2 separate regions of the Rattus norvegicus genome follow, and region 2 is linked to region 1. The links are chromatin contacts, called in public Hi-C maps. All regions are on one chromosome and are shown on one strand. Each heading gives the region's core, a stretch centred on a gene start, on an enhancer-like site or on the middle of the called end of the contact. The rest is flanking DNA. Distances are from core to core; before and after follow the strand shown. Region 1 has its middle 65 kb from the start of Ndfip1. Region 2 overlaps Fgf1 (fibroblast growth factor 1).

What was found. A called contact is a pair of places that touch in the nucleus more often than the background predicts.
Region 2: a contact with region 1 is called in a Hi-C map of liver, with 2.1 times the contacts expected there. The contact joins two enhancer-like sites. A contact is called at or near these places in 3 of 12 Hi-C or Micro-C datasets (kidney, liver and psoas muscle).

Annotation. Positions count from the first base shown.
Region 1 is chr18:30,579,373-30,585,532 of GRCr8, forward strand. No RefSeq gene overlaps it. Among named protein-coding and RNA genes, the nearest start is that of Ndfip1, 65 kb to the left of the region's middle. Within about 2 kb of position 2,814, at least 3 of the 93 cell types and tissues checked have an H3K27ac peak or open chromatin away from gene starts, as enhancers often do. A contact at or near this core is called in liver, where this site is marked.
Region 2 is chr18:30,948,848-30,955,007 of GRCr8, forward strand. All of the region lies in intron 2 of Fgf1 (fibroblast growth factor 1), which reads right to left. It also overlaps a transcript of Arhgap26 not described here. Among named protein-coding and RNA genes, the nearest start is that of Fgf1, 9.5 kb to the right of the region's middle. Within about 2 kb of position 2,169, at least 23 of the 93 cell types and tissues checked have an H3K27ac peak or open chromatin away from gene starts, as enhancers often do. A contact at or near this core is called in liver, where this site is marked.

The DNA.
Region 1 (6,160 bases), core at 1,564-4,063:
TGAGGCCTATTGTTGACTAGGAAGATTTGTTGACCTTCTCAAGAGTTACTATTTAGACAGAATCGTGTTACAGCTAGAATGGAGCCAGTGTCTCCAATGCAGAATTGCTGGGAGAGCTGCAGTGTTTGCCTCTGCACAGCCATACCACCATCCAGTGGGGAGAAATGATATAATTCCTCCTCCTCTTCATCCAATAAATAGTTGACATAAGTTATTAGCTGAGGTTAAAATAAGTATAGTAATTCCACACCCGCCGTTAAATTACCTAGCTGGCACACAGTGGGGGAAATGCCTGTTTCCTGAACTCTGTGCTACTTGTAGGTCATTATACCATTAGCTTATTATTTAAATTATCTAATTAGATTGGTCATTACTCAGCCTCGTTCTAAGTAACATCCATGAAGTAGCCATGGATGTGTTAAGCATTAGGATGAGAACATCCTTTAGCACACCAACACCGTGTTCCTGTAATAGCATGAAAACATCCTTCAGCATGCCATCACTGTGCTTGGTATTGCCTGTGATAACAGCCTCTGGCACACCAGCATCGTGTTGGTATTTGCCTGGGAGAAATGGTGCACGTTACAAAGGCTACGTGTCTATATGGCAGCACAGGTGAGGGCAAATTAAGTCCACATCCACACTACCCACCCCAGGCACTACCTCCTCCTTCTCAGAAGTAGGCTGGGGTGTGCTGGAGATGCTCAGAACCTTACCAGTGACTGGGCTGACCCCACAGAGGCACCTCTTCTGAGGGAGACTATGCCTGTGTCTCTAAGGACCTGCTTAAATTACTCTAATGAAGCAATAGGACAAAAATTGTCATTATTATTGGTAGCAATGAAAATGATAATTCCAAAAACAACAATAGTAATAACAATAATAATTCCAGAAACAGGCAAGAACGACTCTTTATGCTTTAGCTGTGTGCTCTAGTCTAGGGAAATTGCTGGATCCTGGGGGTTGGGAGTAATGGAGAGTAGTCTTGCCAGGGGTGGAATGCAGACAAAGGGGGTCCCCACCTAGGATGAAGGGAACTTCTGGCTAGATTTCACCTGTTCCTGTTTCTATTCTTACCAGGTAGTCCCATCCCAACTAAGGCAAAAACTAAGTGGAAACTTAGAGCCCTATTATCTGAAATTGTGTGCGTGTTTAACCCGCCCAGCTGTCTTTCATACAAACAGGGCGAGAGTACTTTCTAATTCCCTGCCTTCACTGTTAGTGCAAAATGTGCCAAGGCCCTCCATGACCTTCTCTTCACTGTGACAAAATAACTGAAGGGAGCAACATCAAGGAGGGAAGATGGAGGGCTGGAGAGATGGCTCAGCGGTTAAGAGCACTGACTGTTCTTCCAGAGGTTCTGAGTTCAAATCCCAGCAACCACATGGTGGCTCACAACCATCTGTAATGAGATCTGATGCCCTCTTCTGGTGTGTCTGAAGACAGCTACAGTGTACTTATATATAATAAATAAACAAATCTTTAAAAAAAAAAAAAAAGGAGGGAAGATGGATTTCAGATCAGTGACAGTCCCGGGGACAGGGCGGGCATCTTCAGAGACAGCCATGGAGCTGACTCTTGGGACAGCTCTCAGGTCAGAACCTGAAGTTGATGTTACCTTCAAGACCCACTCCCAGCATCCCTTTCAGCAAGTTAGACTAAAGTCCTAGAAATTGTATAACCTCCCCAAAGAGACCACCAGCTAGGGATCAAATGTCAAACACATGAGTTTGTGGGCGACGCTCCTCATCAAAATGGTTACAGTGATACAAGCCACCACCCCAACCCTCAAATAAAGCTGCATTTTACATGTTAAGCTTTGGGGTCTTGGGCCTTAAATGACTTTATGTGGCAAGCTGAATAAAGGACAACATACATGCAGTATGGGGAATAGGGCCCTTGAAACCTGGAGAAATCAGAGTGGGGAGGAAGGATTTTCTGAGGACCAGCTGGTAGTCAGATCTCTCTGGCCAGCCATATTGACAGCAGGAGTTGCCATTTGTCTACTCCACAGCCACACATCTCCTGGTCTGTCCTAGGGTTAGCCACTGCCCGTCCAAAAGACTTGGGGTTACTGTTTCAGTGCTGAGGTAGGAAATAAATCTACAAAGAATGAAGAGACGATTAAGAAGAGAGGTGGGTAGGGTTGGGGATTTAGCTCAGTGGTAGAGCGCTTGCCTAGCAAGCGCAAGGCCCTGGGTTCGGTCCCCAGCTCCGGAAAAAAAAAAAAAAAGAAGAAGAAGAAGAGAGGTGGGTTAGGAGGGACCTGGCTGGCATTTAGCTTCCTGACTGTGATACTCCTTGTGATTCAGCGGAGGCTGACCACTATCATCCCCCAACCCCAGCTCCATCCCCACCCCCTCTCCACCCTTCCCCCAACCAATGAGCGCAGTTCCTAGTCTCCTACTCTTCCCACTCCAAAATGGCCTGGTCTGGTCAAGGACTCCCCAGTCCTGCTTTTCAAAAGGCTTCTCTCATCAGCTCTGAACGCTGCTGCTCCCCCTCCTTCCTGCCAGCCGGGCTGGAGTCCGCAGGCACGCCAGGCACACGTGGAATGCTGCCAGTCGCAGGAGATCCCGAGGGAGATAAAAAGCACATCTTTGACCACTTCTTTACCAAACAGACCCAAGCTGTGTAATTAAAGGCCCCGGGACTCTGCTGGAAATAGGTTTAAACCTGAGGTAATCCCTTCAGGCACTTCCTCTTCCTAATGACATCAACAGAAATCAAACAAATCCACCTGGCTCCAGTCAGTAAGTCTGTAACCAGCAAAGGTCACAGGAGGAGCGATAAGAACAAGAAAGCGGCCACAAACCGCGTTACTGGAAACACATGTTGGGACGTGTTGGAAAGCAACTCCCGCCAGGCCCATGCTCGCTCTGGGACAGCGACAAGGCGAGCAGCCTTCCCCGCCTCTGCCTCCGCCTCCCTAGCCAGCTACTTTATTTTTTCTTTACCTCCTAGACTAGACTTGGGCATGGGGGCAAGGGTGAGGCTATAGCTTGTTCAGGGGCGTGGGGAGGAGAAAGGCCTGCCACTGTAGAAACTGGGAGGACAGGTTCACCCCTCATTCAGCAGCGAGGACCCCTGCAGACTGCCTTGGGAACCTGCCTCCAGTCTCCTACTGCCTGCATGTGCAGGTAGCCAGAAACACAAGCATGCTCGCATGGGAAAGTGTTTCTTCAAACTTTTAGACCGCCCTGCGCTGTTTTATTACCAGGTCGGGCAGTTGCAACATACCTCGCCAGCGTGACTTAAGCAACACAAGCAATTTTCTCACAGCTCAGGAAGCTGGGAAGTTCGTTCAAGGTGCTCGGCTGGTTCTTGGCGAGGACTTCCCTTCTTGCTTGTTTGCCTGGCAAAGAGCGATCTGCCTCTTTTTTTATAAAGGTGTCACTCAGGATGTGCTCTACTAATCCCATGCCCTTCTCACAGGCGCTGTCTCCAAATGCAGTCACACCAGGTGGCTACAGCTTTTCACTTAGGAACTTGGGAAGAACACAATTCAACCCACAGCACTCAAGTGAGTGATTGGGGTATTCGAAGGACAATGAGGGAAACAGGACCACACATGATGGATCTTCAAGTCTTACTTGAATGCGTGGTGGGGAGGGAAGGGGAAGGGGGGCGGGGTGGGGAGAGAGAGAGAGAGAGAGAGAGAGAGAGAGAGAGAGAGAGAGAGAGAGAGAGAACCCTGTCTTGCAGCGAGTGTACCTACAGTTGAGGAGAAGCCAGGGTGACTGCAGCCCCCAGCTAGAATGTCACCTCTAGTGAGTGTCTCTCTGTCTTCCTGTTTTCACAAAGGAAGGTGAGCACTTTTAAGCCAGATATGTGGTTTTCTTCTCTGGCTGCCAACAAGCCTTACAGGATTCAATGTTTATAGTCAATGAGCGGTGCTTTGAAACTGACCAGCTAGTCTTGAATCTTGTGGCAGGATTGGGGATGATAGATCTTTTGAAGATTTAAGCTCTAAGGACCTTTCAAGACAAGAAGCAGAAGGACTTCATTTTCAAGGACTGAAGTTCTGTCTTCACTGAGCCTTGTCCAAAAGCCACCACCCATCAGCTGAGCCACCTTTGGACAATAACTTACCCTCTTGGAGTTCCCCTAATCTTAAGAGTGAGTTAACAGTGTGATTTCCAGGGACCTGAAGGGCCTCACTTTAGAAAGAGCTCAGAATACAGAATGCTTGCCTACTAAGGCTAGAGGGGTCAGAGTTCTTATATCCATTCGGACTTTTTTAGAACCCACCTTCTCCTTTCTGCAAGATGCTGTAGAGATCCAGGAAAAGGAGGGTGTTAAAAGCATTTAATGCTCTTCCAGAGGACCTGAGTTTGATTCTTAGAGCTCACTCCTAGGTTCACAACTGCCTGGACCTCCCTCCAGGGGAACCAAATCCACTGCCCTCTTCTGGCTTCATAGGCACCCACACAATGTGATATATACTCACAGACACATGTATGTACATAAAAACAGAAATCTAGGGGCTGGGGATTTAGCTCAGTGGTAGAGCGCTTACCTAGGAAGCACAAGGCCCTGGGTTCGGTCCCCAGCTCCGAAAAAAAGAACCAAAAACAAAAAAACAAAAAAACAAAAAAACCCCAGAAATCTAGGAAAGGGATCAGTCCTTGAGATTTAATACACAAGGAGTGTATACATATGTGTGTATATTACATGTGTGTTTGTGTTTGCATATATACATGTATATGTATGCTTGTGTGTGTACATGTGTGTATGTACATATATGTATATGTGTGTTTGTGTATATGTGTATATATGTACACTGTGTGTTTGTGTGTTATGCGTGTACATGTGTGTATGTGTGCATATGTGCATGTGTGTTTGTGTGTTATGTGTATGAGTGTATATGGGTGTATGTATGTGTGTATATGTACATCTGTGTGTGTTTGTGTGTATACATGTGTATTTGTGTGTATATGTACATCTGTGTGTATATACATGTATGTGTGCACATGTATGTATGTGTGTATGTGTGTGTGTGTGTGTGTGTGTGTGTGTGTAAGAGAGAAATAAATAATAAATGTTGGGCATCTTTTCCCAGTTGTTCCCCACCTAGTTTAATTAGTTTAATTTTTATTTTTGGTGTGTATATGGTGTTTGGGCCCCTGTGTATAGACAGACCCAGGAGCACAGGCCAGAGGAGGGCATTGGGTGTTACTTTTTGCTTTATTCCTTTGAAACAAAGTCTCTCCCTGAACCTGAAGCTTGTATTTTTTTTTCAGCTAGACTGACAGCTAGCAAGTCACATCATTCCCCCTGCCTCCACTCCCGACAAACTGCAGCTACAGCCCCCTAGACACTACTTCCCAGCTTGCTACCTGGGCGTTGAGATTTGAACTCAGGTCCCGTGGCTGTGCAGCAGCAAGTGCTCTTGGCCATCTCTCCAGTCCTCTAAAGAAGAATTTTAAAGCCTTTTTTCTTTCTCTCTCTCAATTAATGTATTAAATACTGTGTGAGTGTGAGTGTGTGTGAGTGTGAGTGTGTGTGAGTGTGAGTGTGTGTGTGAATGTGAGTGTGAGTGTGTGAGTGTGTATGTATGTGTGTGAGTGTGTGAGCATATGTGTGTGAGTGTGAGTGTGTGAGTGTGTATGTATGTGTGTGAGTGTGAGTGTGTGAGCATATGTGTGTGAGTGTGAGTGTGTGTGTATGTGTGTGAGTGTGAGTGTGTGAGCATATGTGTGTGAGTGTGAGTGTGTATGTATGTGTGTGAGTGTGAGTGTGTGAGCATATGTGTGTGAGTGTGAGTGTGAGTGCGTGTGTGTGTTAGTGTGTATGTGTGTGAGTGTGTGTGAGTGCGTGTGTGTGTGAGTGCGTGTGTGTTAGTGTGTGTATGTGTTAGTGTGTGTGTGTGAGTGTGTGTGTGTGTGTGTGTGTGTGTGTGAGTGTGGAATTCAGAGGACAATTTTTAGAAGCCAGTTCTCTTCTACCAGCTTTATGAGGGTTCTGGGGACCCTGACTCTCCCACCTGTTGCCAGGATGACTTGGGAGTGACACCATGCCCAGCCACTCTTCTCTGTTCTGTTGCTTTGCCTGGGTGCCTTGGGTACCACATTTGCACATTTGTACACTCCGTTTGTACAGACACCACTGGAATCAGTCACCTTTGGCCATGTTTGCCAGCCATTTTAAAAGGCCAAAC
Region 2 (6,160 bases), core at 919-3,418, 370 kb after region 1:
AGACTGGGGATCCATAGCAGGGATGTGCGTGTGTATATGTGTGTGTGTGTGTGTGTGTGTGTGTGTGTGTGTGTGTGTGTGTGTGTATGCGTGTGTCTTATTCATCCCCATGTTCCCTCTAGTTCTATAAAATTAGTTTTGCAGCCACCTCTGGGTCCTGGGTTGATTGCATTTGCTGGTCTTTGGTCTGTATCTAGTGCATGTTTTTGTGTTGTGACTGCATACACATGAGCTATTTATCAAAGATTCACTGTCTCCCACAATTGTTCTGCCTCTCAGGGGTGGAAATGTTTTAAAGGTCTGTTTTTAGTGAATGGACAGACTCCCAGAGCTATCAAAGATTCACTCTTTCTTCCTTTCTTTCTTTCTTTCTTTCTTTCTTTCTTTCTTTCTTTCTTTCTTTCTTTCTTTCTTCCTTCCTTCCTTCCCTCCTTTCTTTCTTTCTTCTTTCCTTCCCTCCCTCCCTCCCTCCCTCCTTCCTTCCTTCCTTTCTTCCTTCCTACCTTTTGCCCTTTTCTTTGAACAAAGATTTTATTTTAGGTGAGTACACTGTACACCGTTGCTGTCTCTGTCTTGAGACACACCAGAAGGGGGCGTAGTTGTGAGCCACCATGTGGTTGCTGGGAATTGAACTCAGGTCCTCTGGAAGAGCAGCCAGTGCTCTTAACCACTGAGCCATCTCTCCAGCTTCCTTTGTCCTTTATTGTGTGTGTATGAAGTGTGTATTGAAGGGGGTGTGCATGCTGTGACTTAAGTGTAGAAGTCAGAAGACAACTTTCTGGAGTCAGTTCTCTCTTTCCAAAAGCTTTACGCAGATTCTATTCAAAACAAAACAAAACAAAACAAAACAAAACAAAACCAAACCAAACCACATTCAGGTTTTAGACTTGCAAGCAAGTACTTTACCTACCAAGCTACCTTGCTGGCCCAAAGACTCAATTCTTGCTCCTGGTGATGTCTGAAGTGATCTGTGACCCATCTCAGGCTTGAGTACAGGGAATCCATAAGATACAAGCACCCTTAGGACCCAGAAGTACCAGGGGTGGGATGCGGATGAGATGGGGAGTCACAGGAGCCTACATTCTCTGTGGTCAACACCCGCCACCAGGTGAATGGTGTCCTCACTGGGGAGAGACCTGCTGGGTGTACGCAGGAAAGGCAGCAGGCCTGGCCATTTCAAGGTGCTTATTATTGAAAAACAAAGTGCACAGCTAACTGAGTACTTCCTTTAGCTCAGTTCCAAGATGGAGATGGCAAATCTTGATTTAGCAGAACAGGAAACAGCTTTCTAAAGACAACCTAGTGGTCAATAGGAAATTTCTTCAGAAATTCAGAGCCTTATAAAAATTGATTTGAAGAGAGTTGGAAAAGGCTTATGTGGTAGATTTTTTTTTTTTAAACTATCAACGTGTTACTCTGTAGCCCAGGCTGAATCTGGCAGTTGCAGTGATTCTCCTGCCTCAGTCTCCCAAGTACTGTTATGGCAACCATGAAGTGCGGTCTCCAAGTGTTTGGTGGATCTGTGGCCCTATGTTTCCTGAGGAGATGCAGGCTTGTACCTTTAGGTGTTTTGTTTTGATTCTGGTTTTGGTTTTTGGTGCTGGGCATTGAACCTAGGACCTGGTTTGTGCTAAGCATAGATGTTGAAAGGTGTTGGTTTGAGAATACAAAACATAAGTATCAGCCTGAAATGTACGAGATCACCTTGGTGGCTTGCACTCCTGTTTTACACTCAGTGTTCAACACCCTGTGGTCTCTGGGTACTTACAGCTCCTTCTGAAGAGGAGCCCAGCGCTTTCCAGAGGCTCCACTAGCCTCCACCTGGGTCCTAGTGCTGTATATCTAAGGCATAGCTGCGTCCGTTTTCTTGTATGTGACCATTAGCTTCCACGCAGCCGTAACCAAAGCTTGTTCATAGAGAGGTACATGATCCCTTACTTTCTAAGAGCAGAAAGAAGGGAAAAGAATCCAAGGTAGCTAGTGCCAAGAGTGGTGAGCTCAGGGGCCACACCCCTATCTACTCCTGTCCTGCGCTAGGGATCTTTACTGCTAAGGCGACAGCTGGTATCTTGGAAGCCAGAAAGGAGGGCCTCACTCCTGTGTGGCATGGCCTGCCCTTTCTGCCTCCTGCCTGGGGAGAGGCCACAGAGATTACGTGCCCAGTTTATTCTGGGTTGGAGACTTCCCGTCCTTGGTTGTGTTTACTCAGAGTGAGGTCAGCCTCATTCAGAACTCAGCCAGGTTGTTTTATGTCAGTGGAGTTTATAATTAAAGTGTAACCACAAGCCAGGCTTTGCAAAACATTAAAAGACAGACAAGAGGAAAAATGGACTGGAGGGGGGAAAATTCCAGTGGTTTTCAGTGTGTGTGTGTGTGTGTGTGTGTGTGTGTGTGTGTGTGTGTGTGTGTACATACATATGGAAAAGAGTTTGTGCTAACATTTGTGAAGGTGTCTTGTCTTTTAACATCTGGAAAAAAGTCAGTGAATTTTTTTATTTAGCCCAGAGATTGACTAACACATTTGCGTGTGTGTTCATTCATATGTATAATGTAGCTTCTCTAGAAGAATTCCCCTGTAATCAAATAAGGGGTCTTGGGTTAGACTCAGGGACCTGGGAGGCTGATGTACCACATGTGGCAGGCTGGTGTACCCTGTTGGGGGGACATTCCTTCCTGTAGGCCCGCCCCTCTCTCTGGCTACAGCATCAGGGCCCAGACCTCCCCAATGTGGTTATTTGGAAGGCTGCTCTGACTCGGAGGCCAAGCTGGTGGGGAATAAGATGCCTTTGCCATTAAATGTGGATTCCCATCAGACCAGACAACGGAAGTCTGGACTCCCCCCAAACAGTCTGCAGGGAGGGATTTCACTAGAGTGTGGTCTGCTTGTATCCAGGGCAATGCAGTAAGATCCTTTGGACCAGCAAACTCCCCTGGTGCCTTTAGGATGTGGCTAGATTTATAAATATTTGATTGGCACACACTCGGCTGAAGAACATTTCCATCTGTGTGGCGAGAGTGTGGAGGATCCCCCCTCTCCTACCCCCGGTCTCTTTCCTACGCGCTGGGGGAGGCTGTAGGGCTGTAGGCTCCACGAGGAGGCTGGAGCTTAGGGATGTTCAAGAGTGGTGTGCCCTTGCTGTCTGTACAGCTGCTGTTCCAGTTGTTGAGTAAGAGTAAGTCCTGGCAAGCCTTCGCCAGAGAGGACACTCTGGCAGACAAGCAGAGAGCTCTTGACATTGGTGGCTTCTGTGCCATGGAAGCCAAGTGGGAAGAACCTGATGGGCTATGGCATGGGCAGGCTGTGGCTCTGCGGCAGGTTGCAGGCGTTCCAACTGACACAGTCCCAGAGAAGCTGGGGTGTACAGTCACTGGAAATCCTGTGAACAAGCTTAACATTTAATTTCATGGCCAGCTATCAGTCTTAGGAAGACAGTGACAACCATGGGGAATGTCACCGTTTTGAACATTTAGGGGCCCAACAGTGTGCTGGACACCCTCAGAAACATCACATCTCACATCCCTACTTTCCAGGGACATAGATAACTGTTAGCATGCCTGTCTTCAAGACAAGGAAACTGAGGCACCGAGAGGAAAACTAACTGCCACAAGGTGGCCCAGCTCTGGTAAACACAGTCAGAAGACATCAACCTGTCCTTGCTTGTCTGTACCACGCGCTAGGATAAGTGCACCAATGTAATTAGTTTGTGGGGTGAAAATGTTAGTACCAGGGTGGTGGGATCCTCAGGAAGAGCAGGTTAGTATTAGGACAGAGAAATAATTTCCACATGCTGTCCCTGTGAGGGGCTGGTCACATCCTGTTAGCTTTTGGGTTTTCAGCACAATGGTGACTAGCAACCCCGGAGGGCTGTTGTTAGCTAGGAATGACCTGTGCAGGGCCTAGCGTGTGTCAGTGCTTGACTGGCATTTCTTGAGATATTGTTGGGTTTAAATTTCTCTGCCAACAATGCAAGTCGGTGGCTCATCAAATTCAATGCTCACCGGGCACTGAACCAAGGGACAGTCGGTACGCTGGACACAAAAGCTGCAGTGTGGAGCATTAAGAGCCAGAGTCCTTGTACTCAGGCGGCCCTGCAGGAGAGACGCCCAGTAAATAACTGGACGAGTAAATGCAGAAGTGTAGCTACAAGGAGAGACACCCTGGTCTATGGCATCTCTCACACACTCTGTGTCAAAAGTGGACACTTAGCTACTTATCTCTCGGGAGCAGCATTCTGCTGTCAAAAGCAGCCTTTTCATGAACTGCATCTCCACGGATTCCAGAATCGGCAGCCACCGCTGTGCACCCATCTCTGTCAGGGATTCTGTGGCAGTGGGTACCTAGCATTGTATCGTGTGTGGATAATTGCCTGCCGCTGTGTCCCAAGCCTTGGTGAAGTCACGAGCTCAGACCCCACCTCTCTACAGGAATCTGATTGAGACATTTCGCTTAGGTCTATTTTAGGATAGTCAGTGTACAGCATCCTCCAGAGGTTGATACCACGGACAAGGTACCTGGGAACTGTCTCTCCCAAGGGTAAGCCAGACAAATTTGGATAATCTCCTTACTTTGCTCACAGCAGGTCAACTCATTGAGGACAAATAGACACCGTAAAAGGAATTAATTTTTGTTTTGTTTTGTTTTGTTTTGTTTTGTTTTGTTTTGTTTTGTTTTGCAGGGCTCCAAAAGCAAGTTGTATTTTGTGGGGTTTATAATTTACCTAAGTATCTGACTGGCTTTTAGGGGCGCTCTTCCTTCAGGAAGCTTTGGAGGATGGCTCTGCCTGTTTCCACAGCTTTTCATTAAACCCAGACAAACCATTAAAGAACAGAACTCCCATTTGGCAGTGGTGGATCATGGCTTTCCTGGGGTTCCACTCCAAACTGCCCAAAGCTGACTCTGGTTCTTGTACGCCTGAGGTCCCGAACAGCAGTGCCAATGCTAGGCAGAAGAGGGCGACAGATCCACACTCAGGGAGAGAACCTATGCCCCGATGCCCTCTGTGGCAGGCTGATTGGTACTGTGAGGGCCACAGAGTGAGGCTAACACTCGAATTCCAAGGGGGGAGGAAATTGAGTCTCAATGAGATTAAAAGACTGCCTCAAACTAGGCATCTGGGGAATTAGAAGACTCATCAGCTGGACAGCTTGAAGCTTTTCTCCCAGAGCACTTCATACAAAACCGAGAGAACATTAGTTGTCTGGTTAGAAAGTGGCAGGGTAGGGCGTGAGTGTCAGCATTCCAGGGCCCTGACTGCAGAGAGTGGGCAGATTGTCTATTGTGGTTTCAACTGGTACAGGGCAGATTGCTGCCTACTTACAGCAGGATTGTCTTCTGTCCCGTTGGCCCTTGTTCATCGTTTCAGGGTCAGTGAACAATAAGCTCATATAACTGCTTCAAATGTTGGCAGAGAAGTTCTGAGTTAAATCCTCAATCCAGACTCTGGCCCTTTGTCTCACATTGTCTATCCATACACTGCAGGGGGTCCGTAGGCTGTGGATTGTAGCAGCAACTTGCTGAACCCTGGGCCAGGCAGGTACTGTGCCCAAAACAGTTACTGTATCATTTCATTTAACTCTCCCAAGAAACCTGTAGTCAGTATTCTCACCTTTTCACTGGAAAAATAAGGTTTGGAAATGTGTGCCTAAGTTCACACAACAAATACTCATGAGCAATGCCGGGTTCCCAAGGCTTCTGACAGCTTAAGTTCTGTAGCCAAATCCCACGACAACCTGTCCCAGTGTTGTGCACACAGAGACATCCTATGCTGCCATTGACAGGATGATCATAGTGAAGGCGCATGAAACTTTTCCAGAAACCCAGAGGTTGTAGGCTCTTGTTACTCCGAAGTTTAAGGTTTCTAAGAACCAGGCAAACCTTAAGAAGCCTGTCACTGTGACCGCCCATTGGTTAAAAACAAATTGTTAAGACTAGGTATAAACGGGGCTGGGGATTTAGCTCAGTGGTAGAGCGCTTGCCTAGCAAGCGCAAGGCCCTGGGTTCAGTCCCCAGCTCCAAAAAAAAAAAAAAAAAAAAAAAAAAAAGACTAGGTATAAACATTTAAAGTCAGAGGAATTAAAGCTCGATCCCCTGAGTTGCGTTACTATATTATACTATATTGGTTTCTGGGGAAGGAGGGGACAAAGCTGTCACCCGTCCCAG